Linked DNA regions of Mus musculus: all the other regions are linked to region 1. The links are chromatin contacts, called in public ChIA-PET and Hi-C maps. All regions are on one chromosome and are shown on one strand. The core of a region is the stretch at or near the end of the contact, and the rest is flanking DNA. Distances in the headings are between cores, read along the strand shown. Region 1 holds the start of Dnajc25 (DnaJ heat shock protein family (Hsp40) member C25). Region 2 holds the start of Hsdl2 (hydroxysteroid dehydrogenase like 2). Region 3 holds the start of Ptbp3 (polypyrimidine tract binding protein 3). Region 4 overlaps Lpar1 (lysophosphatidic acid receptor 1).

The links. Hi-C and Micro-C count contacts between places; a contact is called where the count stands out from the background. ChIA-PET counts read pairs in DNA pulled down with a chosen protein or histone mark.
Region 2: an RNA polymerase II ChIA-PET map of effector CD8 T cells shows a contact between it and region 1, with 29 read pairs. The contact joins the promoter of Hsdl2 here to the promoter of Dnajc25 in region 1. A contact is called at or near these places in 10 of 39 promoter capture datasets (the 3T3-L1 cell line, the C10 cell line, the HPC-7 cell line and 7 more), 17 of 484 Hi-C or Micro-C datasets (the Ba/F3 cell line, CD4 T cells, CD8 T cells and 7 more), 19 of 115 datasets of contacts at active chromatin or transcription factors (the 230-238 cell line, CD8 T cells, DN3 thymocytes and 15 more) and 4 of 9 other capture datasets (adipose tissue, liver, macrophages and 1 more).
Region 3: a contact with region 1 is called in an RNA polymerase II ChIA-PET map of memory CD8 T cells, with 79 read pairs. The contact joins the promoter of Ptbp3 here to the promoter of Dnajc25 in region 1. A contact is called at or near these places in 17 of 39 promoter capture datasets (the 3T3-L1 cell line, the C10 cell line, the HPC-7 cell line and 11 more), 2 of 15 datasets of contacts at CTCF or cohesin (large pre-B cells and pro-B cells), 14 of 484 Hi-C or Micro-C datasets (B cells, CD4 T cells, the G1E-ER4 cell line and 8 more), 16 of 115 datasets of contacts at active chromatin or transcription factors (DN3 thymocytes, the SCID.adh cell line, astrocytes and 12 more) and 3 of 9 other capture datasets (adipose tissue, embryonic stem cells and macrophages).
Region 4: a Hi-C map of muscle stem cells shows a contact between it and region 1, with 4 times the contacts expected there. The contact joins the enhancer-like site here to the promoter of Dnajc25 in region 1. A contact is called at or near these places in 3 of 39 promoter capture datasets (the 3T3-L1 cell line, the HPC-7 cell line and maxillary cranial neural crest) and 1 of 484 Hi-C or Micro-C datasets (muscle stem cells).

What each region holds. Positions count from the first base shown.
Region 1 is chr4:59,001,929-59,004,453 of GRCm38.p6, reverse strand. It overlaps Dnajc25 (DnaJ heat shock protein family (Hsp40) member C25), which reads right to left and starts at 1,261. Exons shown (of 4, transcript NM_001033165.3): 1 at 897-1,261. The coding sequence starts at 1,223.
Region 2 is chr4:59,580,302-59,582,826 of GRCm38.p6, reverse strand. Hsdl2 (hydroxysteroid dehydrogenase like 2) reads right to left here and starts at 1,264. Exons shown (of 11, transcript NM_024255.3): 1 at 1,052-1,264. The coding sequence starts at 1,068.
Region 3 is chr4:59,548,100-59,550,624 of GRCm38.p6, reverse strand. It overlaps Ptbp3 (polypyrimidine tract binding protein 3), which reads left to right and starts at 1,261. Exons shown (of 14, transcript NM_178164.3): 1 at 1,261-1,477.
Region 4 is chr4:58,463,364-58,465,888 of GRCm38.p6, reverse strand. All of the region lies in intron 3 of Lpar1 (lysophosphatidic acid receptor 1), which reads left to right. Among named protein-coding and RNA genes, the nearest start is that of Mir3095, 24 kb to the right of the region's middle. Within about 2 kb of position 1,263, at least 70 of the 459 cell types and tissues checked have an H3K27ac peak or open chromatin away from gene starts, as enhancers often do. A contact at or near this core is called in muscle stem cells, where this site is marked.

The DNA of each region.
Region 1 (2,525 bases), core at 12-2,511:
ATCCACCATTAATGGTAATACAGCTATCCAAAGTAGTCATTACAAGAAGGCTGGAAAACAAAACAACAACAACAACAAAAACCTAGGAAAGAGACACAGCTATGATGGAAACACGGCTATGACTGACGCTGCAGTCTTCCGATGGGGCTCTTGAAACAGAAATACCTCCCTCAAGCATGACATAACAGGTGATTTTTTTTTTTACATATACTGCAGTAATCAAAGAAAAGGGGGTCAAGCTAAATCCTCCTACATGCACAGCAGGCAATAAAGCCTTTGTCAGATCACTACACACGTCCAAAAATTATTTTCCTACTAGGAATTCTCAATCTTCTGCCCCAAGTCAGAAACAACTATCCAAGGTCACTCAGGAGTTGTCAGAGCCAAAAGTCACAGTCCAGTTTTCGGACTGATAGTTCGCTGTTTGTGTGTGTGTGTGTGTGTGTGTGTGTGCGCGCGCTTCTAGATAAATGTCATTATTGACATTATCCCAGAGGCCAAACTTCTGTCCTATCAAATTGGCATGATCAGTTGTTAATACTCAGTATTTCAGACTTTTCTGTTCTATGTCCTATCTCAGATCCTAGCACTGACAATCACCCTGCTTTCCGAGCATGCACCTCAAGTAACCAGAATGCTTTTTACACCAAAAATAAAATAAGTGCAAAGCTTTGCATAACAACTGTCCAAAAACAGAACTGGCTGTCCTCCAAAACTGTCCTCGAGGAGGTGGCCATGCTGGCTAGCGGGCCAAGGTGGCTCATTCCACGGCCACGTGGGAAACGTGGACCTCCTAAAAGTCCAGGCGGCAGCAGTGTGCTGGGGTCGTAGAGGACCTGATCACCCGGCTAGGAGACCCAAATCCCCAGCCACCCATCAGCGCCCGCGAGCCTCACCTTGAGCGTCTCGTAGGCGGTCGCCACTAGCAGGAAAGCCTCGGCGCTCGGCGGCGCGCCCCCGGGGCCGTCCCCGGGCTCGGGCCGGTAGCGATCTGGGTGGTAGCGCCGGGCCAGCTGACGGTAGGCCCGCGCGATCTCCGCCTTGCTGGCCGAGCGGCTCACGCCCAGCACCTCGTAGCAGTCGCGCGTGCCGCAGTACAGCCCTTCCACCAGGGCCTCGGCGGGCCGCGCCAGCAGCGGGACCAGCAGCAGCGGCGCCAGCAGCAGCCATGGGCGCTGGCCGGCAGCCCCGGGTCCCCCGCGCAAAGCGAGCCGCGCCGCCATCCCCGCCTCGCTCGCCGCTCTGCCAGCACAGCGGCCGCGGCTGCTCTCCTCGGCGCCGGGCTCGGCCCCGCAGCCCGGTCCACGTCAGCAGGCCGCGCCTGTGCGCAGGCGCAGGGGGCGTGGCGCCGCAGCCACTTCCGTCCCCGCGCGTTGCTAGGAGAGAAGGACGCCTTAGCCTCGGGCGGCTTCTGTGTGTTGTGGAGCCTGGTAGTCTTAGTAGCTCAGCGGTCTTTTCTGAGGCAGGGGTAGGTGTCTGTCTGTCTGAAGCGCTCCTAGCCGCCTAGTGCGGCACAGTCCACACGCAGGACTAGCCACACGCCACCTTCTCGACCTCGCTACTTCATCCGCTGCCGTAGGAACTCTGGGCACTGGCATCCTGTCTCCAGGCCTGGACATTGCCCCCCCTCTAACCCAAACTGAAGATGAACTTAGACAATTGCACTGTCTCTCTCCCAGGAGCCCTGAAAGACCGTGGCCTTTTTGTTCTCTGTTTCTCTGCTTATTTATATTTTAGAGCAAACAATTATTTGCCCGGAGGATGTAAAACGTTTAGTAGTACCCCCATACGGTCCACAAAAGTGCCTGTAACACCATTATCCCTAATTGTGACAATCAAAATACAGCTTAAGATCTTGCAAATGCCTCCAGGGAAATCAGGAGGTGGAGTGGGGAGAGGACGTGCTCCATTAAGTTTAAATTTCAGATAAACCACAGTTTTTAAATGTGTAATTTATTTGTTGCTGTGACCAAATACCTGCAAGCAGCAACATCAAAGATGAAGGATTTATTTGGGTTTAGGGTTCTAGGGAATACGGCCCCCACAGTCCAGAAGGCCTGGCAACAAAGTTGCTAGTTACACATTATCTGAAATTAGAATAAAGGAATGAAAAGGGTGCCAAATTTATTTTCTCCTTTTTATTTGATCCAATGCCTCACTATGTATGATGGTGATGTGTCCATGTTGTTCTTACCTCAGTTACACCCTTCTGGAAAACAGCCTCACACACACTCAGAGATGTGTTTCCATGGTGATTCTAAATCCAGTCGGGTTGATAATGAATGACCAGTATATCCCACATGACTGACTTTATAGTTTCCCAGGTCTATGATGGCAACTGGCTAACAACTAATAGATAGGGATCTATCCATTGGGATTGGTCTGTACACCAAGTGAAGATTTGATAGACAATGTTAGATATTCAGGAAGAATACAATTAAATTTTTCTAGTATCAACATGGACTTTAGCCTCTATAAACCTCAATTATTTCATTTCAAATAAATTCAAAGTGAGCCAAAATACC
Region 2 (2,525 bases), core at 15-2,514, 580 kb before region 1:
TGTGTGTACTGGAAACCTAAGTATGTGCCAAGACATGTCAGGTAAAAACAGCAAGCCCAAAATGGAGTTTGCTACTATTTTCTAAAAAGAAGGTATCCCTGTAAGGTATACAAAATATGTTGATAAGTACAAAAAATACAAACAGAAAGAAACTGGAGTTTTAAAGAGACTTATACCCTTTTGAACTATTTAAGTCTTTTAGCTGTCTATATGTGTCAAACTAATTACAGAATGGGCTTAACTTGTCACTCTGCTTAAGATAAACTTTATAGAACATAGTGGACCTACCTGAGTTCAGCAGGAACCAAGGGCAAGAAGAATCGGGAAGAACATTGTTTAATGGGTATTTGTTTTGATTTTGTAAAGTCCTGGTGACTGGCTGCACAATTGTGTCTCTATATAAGTGGGCTTGGGGGAGGGGGTGTAGACAAGGTTCTAACTCTGTAGCGTTTGCTGACAGAGTGAGCCTAGCACACTCACTATGTAGACCAGAACAGCCTCGAATCAATAGATCTTCTGACCCTGCTTCTGAGTGCTGGCATTAAAAGCAGGCGCCACCGCACCTGGCTAGGCTGGGATAAATATACTTCATTTTTAAGTAAAATAAATAAATAAACCCCTTACCAGAAATGTTCGTATTGTAACATTTTAACTCGCTACTAACTTGAAAACCATTTTCAAAACACCATTCTTCTATTATTCTACAATCAAGCATACAAACAGAAAATCTGAAGTCACTGTCTCAAGCGACCTTTCGCCTAGAAGATGAAAGCAACATTGTCACCAGGCCAAGCTAAAGGCGAGATGGGGCTACAACGGGTCGTCGGGGACACCTACGCTCGCGACCTTTCCCCGTGGAGTATCTGACACCACTGCCCCTTGCAGTGTACAACTTTTGAGTCTCAGTAGTACAGAACTTTGGGTTCTCGTGCATGCGCAGGTCCCAGCGACTCTATCTTTCCGCGAACCGGTGTTCCAGAGCGCGCGGCTCTGGGTTGCGCCGGCGACCTGCCGACTGGCCCCTGACCCCATCCCACCCCCGTCCTCTTACCCAGTGTTGGGCAGCATGACCTTCGCAGTTCAGAGAACTTGGTGGCAGTGGAACAGCAGCGAGCTGTGAGTGACAGGCGAACTTTCTCTCCGCATTTAGCCGCGCCCCGGGCCCCGCCCCGAGACCCGCTCGGGGACCGGCCCTCCTACAAGACCGAGATCCTACAAGACCGAGAGCTTACAAGACGGTGTGCGCCTGCGCACACCGGGCACTGGGCGGTTCTTCCCGCAGTTCTACAAACGACACCCAGGAAACCAACGCTCTGCGCAGGCGCTTTGGAGTACACCTCCGCCCCGCCCCTTTCCCGAGTCTGTAGGTGACAATCAGTTTCTCCTGTGGGCCACTGGCGTGTCTAGAGCATCATTACTACGTAGGCTTTTCCTCCTCAGCCTAGGTTCGGCGCATCGACGGCTCCCAGCCAGCCAGATGGCGGATTGAGGGGCGCTCCGGGGACTGACTTGAGGGTGCTGGGCGTCGTTTTCCCCTGTCTGTCCCCGAGCCAAGGCGCTCTCTCCGAAGAACACTTGTAGACATCTGAAAAATGCTTTTTGCAGAAGCCGGTCACTCTCATTTTCGCTGCCACTGAATCTAAATTTAGCCTGACCTCCAGTGTCTGGAGACAGGAGTTTCTGGAAGAGATCTTTGCAAAGGTCTCCCGCAAGCGTTCATCGTATGATCCGGGCCACAGAAATCAAGGTTGGAGAAGGAATCCTCAGTCCTGGAATGAATGCCGGAATGAGGTCGAGTCTGGGATTCAGTTTCGTTCTTGGAGTTATACCTAACTGAGCTACCCAGGAAATGAAATTGTTTTGTATTTTGTAGCGGGAGAAAAAGATGCTAACGAGGTTGTTATCTAAAGCTTAGTTCAGAAAACAACTTAAGACAGGTAGGTATATACTCTCCTAATTGTCAAACTTGCTGGATCTTTTGGAAGAGCAGCCAGTGCTCAGACAAGAGAAACCTGCACATCAAATCCTACACTCTCCTGACCCTGCGCAGCTAGAGCAGTTATTACTCCCTCCCTCTCCCTGACGATACCCCCACCCCCGCGGGGGGTGGGGAAAGGCAAATGCCAGCCTTGAGAACAAAAGAAAAGCAGCATACCCTAGCCTCCACGTCACTTAAACTCGACCCCTTTTGATTAACAACCAACATTTCTCACAGTGCAGATGGCTCCTTGCTGTTGAAGGAAACCGAAGCCAATACCCTTGAAATGATAATAGCCCACTCTTAGACTATGAAAAAGAGACAAACGTTCCCAGACAGCTGTGGCCGGTTGTAAACATATCAGAAGCGGTTCTGATAGCACAAGTTACTCTTCCCAGGTCAGAAAGGTACCTTTTCAGCTACACGGTTCTGCCCTGCTGTCTGAACAAATGTTATCAGGTTTAAAGGACAGCATTCCTTTACCCTCTCCTATATTGCCAACACAAAAACCCGCTTGCGGGTTTTTTTCTTTATAAACCCCCTTTAC
Region 3 (2,525 bases), core at 12-2,511, 550 kb before region 1:
CTTAAACTCAGGTAGGAATTATAGGCACAGTTATGTGCCTATATACCAAGTTGCTATTTTAAAATCCCATGTGGCAATGTAGGGTGGAAATGTTTCTAAACTTAATGTTTAGATTTAACATACAAAATGTTTTTTGACATCTTCTTGAAAAGGGGAACTGAAATTTCTTTAAAAATGACCTTCCTGAATTGCAAGCTGGTTATACTTTTTTTTTTTTTTTTTTTTAAAGAAGTGTCTACTTATTTTAAAGTAGGTAATCAGGAAAGAGATTGAAGTTGTTACTTCCTTTGAAATGGTGTGGGCAGACTTTGAAGACATGGCTTAAATGGCTCAAATTTCAATGATCTGTGAATTGAAAAAGCATTCCGTTCGTTCAGAAGTAGATGTGCTTTGAAAGAGGGGGAACGTGTGTTCTCACTAGTTATACACATTATATGTACTAAATAGCTGTTTTACGTTTTACGTGTAACTTGGTTTTGCTCATACTAGAGGAAAGGGTTTTGGTGCAAACAAAACATTTTCTGGCTGTGAAATTTCGGAGATCTCTCGCGTACCTGGGAAAACATTAATCCTTTCCAATCAGGCTCCCCCAGCCCCGCCCCGCGGAAGGATGAATAAATAAACTTATAAAATACTGGCATTGTAATGGCCATTAAATAGCTATGCAATGAAAGTTTCTTTTAGTATTTGATTGTTGGGTAGAAAAGCACTCAGATTAAAACCGTGTGAAAGTGAAGATGGACTTCAGTCCTGGGCAGTCTCATCTACTTCATTTCTTTCCCAACCACACCTATCCGTCCAGTGCAGGTCTCGGAGGTCAGGGTCTGGCGGACAGGCTACCGTCGCTGCTCTCAGGTCCGGAAAGACCACTGTCCACCCCTGCCCCGTGGACGTCGCGCGGGTCCCCTGCCGTGCTGCCAGCAGTGTCGCCCGCCAGTAGTAACTCTGCTCTGCTTCAAAAGTTCCCTGGGGTCCCCAGGCTTTTCTAGCCAGCACCGTTCAGGGCCCTAAGCCTGAGTCCCGGGAGCCGGAAGGCCCGCGGGCTTGTAGGAGGGCGAGTCGCGAAGCGGGAAGCACAAGGCGCGCGTTCCCGCGAACGCAGGCGCGACGCTGGGCGGGGGGCGCGCACGCGCGCGGAGGCATGGGCGGGGGTGGTGGTGTCGGGGCGGGGCAAAGAGGCGAAGGCGGGAAGAGGGCGCCCTGGAGTCCAGCCGAGCCCCGGGAGGGCGTCGACGCCGAGGGGGCGGGGCCAGGCGAGGCGGGAACGCGCTCGCGGGCCGGGAGGGCGGGGGCGCGGCGCTGGCGAGAGCGTGCCCGGTCCCCGCCCCTGTTTCCCACTCTTCCTTCCACCTCTGACCGGCCGGAGCTGCGGAGCGGCTCCGCTCGCTGGTTTCCCGGAGCCGCCGCCCGCTTTCTCCGCCCGCGGTGAGCCCGTCAATCCCCGCACAACGCGCTCCTCCATCTGGGCCATGGATGGGTAAGTGCCGGGTGGCCGTTCCGGGGCTGCGCTGGCCTCGTTTCCTCTCGGCGACGCGTCCCGCCGAGGCCGGGGAGCAGGGCGCGACGCCGGCTAGCGGAGGAGCGGCCCGGGGCTAAGCCCGACGGCAGGGACCTTGGGAGCGCGGGGGTCTGTCCGCCGCGGTCTCCGCTTCCTGCGCGCGGCGCCCCCGTCACGTCCGCCCCTCGCAGCCTCGGGGCGCCTTCGGGAAGCAGAGACGAGCCAGGGCCGGGGTGCCGGGCCGGACTCCCCACACTTCCTCTCAGAAAATGGTGCGCGGCGCTGGCGGGGGCGGAGGCTGAGGCGGCCGCGGCGCTCGGGGAGTTGCTGTTTACCGGTGGGGTGGGGCGCGCGGCGGAGCTTTCCCCCGGCGGCGGGCCCGGGCGAGCGGCGACAGCCGTCTGGGCGGCGACCGGGTCTCGAACTGCGGGCCCGTGCGGGTCTCGGAACCGGCGGGGTCTCCCGATTTGGGCTGTGAGATACGTTAACCACTTCTAAATACCGAGCGTCTGCACTTTATCACCAGGGACGCTTCCTCTTCGTTCCCCACCCCCAAGAAACTTCGTGAATTCGCCTCGGGCGATGTCAGATATTGTGTAAGTGTAGATTTCCGGGCGCTTTCAACTGCTCGGTTTAAATGGGGTCTGTGACTAAAAGGGGGAAAAAAAAAAGAAAAAAGAAAAAAAAAAAAAGATTTACAGTCACCTTTTCCGAGCTCGTAATTTCTCTGGGAACTCTGGAACATGGGGCAGGACCTGATGTATTTTAATAAAAAGCGTGAATTGAGGGTCATATAGTCAAGATTAAAAAAAACCACCAACAACTCCAAGTCAATTAGAAATTCCACCTTTTATTTATTTAAACCTTTGCCGTTTGAGTTGTTCCTTAACCCCCTCCCCCGCCGACTTTTGTTGACAAGGATTCTATAAACTGCGGAATGGTGGAGCATATAACTTGTTTGAAAAGTAAAATACATTTAGTAACTTGCCGCGTAGTTGATCATACGTGTTTAAGTGAGGACACTAGA
Region 4 (2,525 bases), core at 14-2,513, 540 kb after region 1:
TCAATTGTATTGAGATTCCACTTGTGGGGCTCAGCTGACCTTGTATTGGCCAAGGCATGACTTCATCGATGTCGCTCTTTAATGCTGAAACCTGAATCACCTCGTGCCAGCCTGTCTGAGGGTGAATGCACAGTCTCACTATTCCTTATAAATCGTGGTGAATAATCATTTTGGAGAAGATAAAACTGAGGCTTAAGAGACTGGAGGATAAGTCAGTGGCTAAAAATTAGGTCAGTTCCCAGCATCCACATGGTGGCTCAAACTATCTGGAACTCAGTTCCAGGGGACTGATGCCCTCTTTTCGCCTCCATGGACAATGCCCATATATGGTGCACATACATACACACAGGAAAACACGCATGCACATTAAGCGACAGCAACAAATAAAGAACCAATGCAAACAAACAAATGGCCATTCCTGAGGCTTGGAGAGCCTATGAGAGTTGCTAAAGATAACCTAGAACCTAGCGGACCGCACAGCCTAAGTCAGCCTTTGTCAGTTTCCTGTGGATTGTGTCTTTCTTACTTCATTATTTTAGAAGTTAAAAAAAAAAAGGATGTAAGAGGAAAGACTGAAGAAAGGAAGAAAAAAATATTTATTTTTTATTTTTTTAAGCTATAAAAATGTTCTATTCTGTTCTGTCTGGTACCTTCAAGCGTTACTGCCATCTTAATTGGTGTGAAAGAATCAGGACAATTGGAAAACAAAATGCCAGTGTTTTTTTTTTTATTAGAAACAAACAATTCTTGCAGGCCCTCCCTAATTGGGCTACATATCAAAAGAGTTATATTCACAGTTCAGGAAAGTATAAAAAGAGAATCTCTAAGCTTGGTTTCCAAGGGGCAGACAAATGCTTCTGGAAAAACGGACAACCATGCCCCATTTTTCCTTTCCTCTAAATGGTCACGTGCCTCGTCCGTCACCCACCCTAGTGCTGTTGCCTCCCAACCACTTTCTGGGCACAGCCACACGGAAAGACATCCTCAGGGTATAATTTTGTTCCAAGCACAGAGAACATGCTATTATGGAGCAGGGGCTCGGCTAAATAGCTTGGCCATAGACAGTGTCTTGACTTCCGGGTTAAAAATGGGACTAGGACAAAGCCTCTTCCATGAAGGTCTGTTAGGAGGTCTCTGGCCCTGGGACTGTGGCTGATTGGTGATTTCATCCCAGAATAGCAAATGAAGGGAGACCTAATCAGCTGCAGTTGGAGTCCTTGACTTGAGTTACCGGAACGGTGACGCTAGATTGTTACTATGCTGAGTCACCACGCAATCTAAAAATGCTACTCACAAGAAAACCCTGGAAGCCACAGGCTGGCTTGGTTAAACCCTGTCTGGAATAAGAGGCAGGTGTCTCTGGATGAGCAAGCACTGATGGTCTCTGAGTGACCCTGGTTCTTCAGAGCCACACCTCAGGAATGGAGGCAGCCATGTCTGTTAAATACCAGGAACACGCTTGTGGGAGAGCTCGGCCAAGTGTGAGGTGGGAAGTTGGGAAGGGAGTCTGAGGTTTCAGGTACTTCGTTCTTAATTAACAGAAGACAATTCTTATGCAAATTGCCCCTCCTTCTCTTTAGATGGTATGTTGGTTTTCTAGGCTGTGTAACAAATCACTCAAAATGTATAGGCTTTCAAAATAGCTATCTGCTATTTTCTGCTTTCTATAGGTTAGAAGTTAAGGTTTGTCTTGCTGGATTTAGGGTTCAGAGACTGGTAGCTGAACTCCACGCACCGAATGAGCTCATGAGCTCAAGGAGACCTGACCCGGAGACCCCGTCTCCAGTTCAGTTAGCTGGCTAGTGGAATTAATGGTTTTTGTCCGTACAGTCACCAGTCACGGCTTTTTAAAGGTCACCAGCAGGATTGCTGCTACTTCCAGTGTTGACCTATACATGATTCTTTTAGTACACTTACTAACGAGGTTCAGTTGACCCAGCTCTCAGCTGAACACCTTAAAGTGAATTTAATGACATCTGCAAAACCCCTTTATCTTTGCCATTTAACAGAGCCTAATCAAGGAGTGATAGCCTGTAGCTGGTGCCATGGTCTATTTGTGGGAAGCAAATTAAAAGCAGGTGTGAGGTTATCGCTTCAGTCTCCAAAGCCGCAAGAAAAACCAAACCAAACCAAACCAAACCAAACCAAACCAAACCAAACCAAACCTATCATCATCATCATCATGATCATCATGATCATCATCGTCATCGTAATCGTCATTGTCATCGTCATCATGCTAAAGCTCTGCTCGTGTCTATGGAAAGGGGGAGCTAGGCAGGGTGAGAGGCCACCTTAGATGTTTCCAATATGATGTTCAGTGTGTTTGGGTACTAAGGAAGAAAAAGTGGCTTTTCAACCATGTTATTTTAAGAATTGTTGTCTTACACTGAAAGACTAGGATGCAACCTCTTTAAATCTATGGTGAGTTTCTTTTTTTTTTTCCTCTTTTTTTTTTTAATTAGGTATTTTCCATGGTGAGTTTTTGTTGTTGTTGTTTTATGCTCTGTATCTAACCTCCGTGTCTT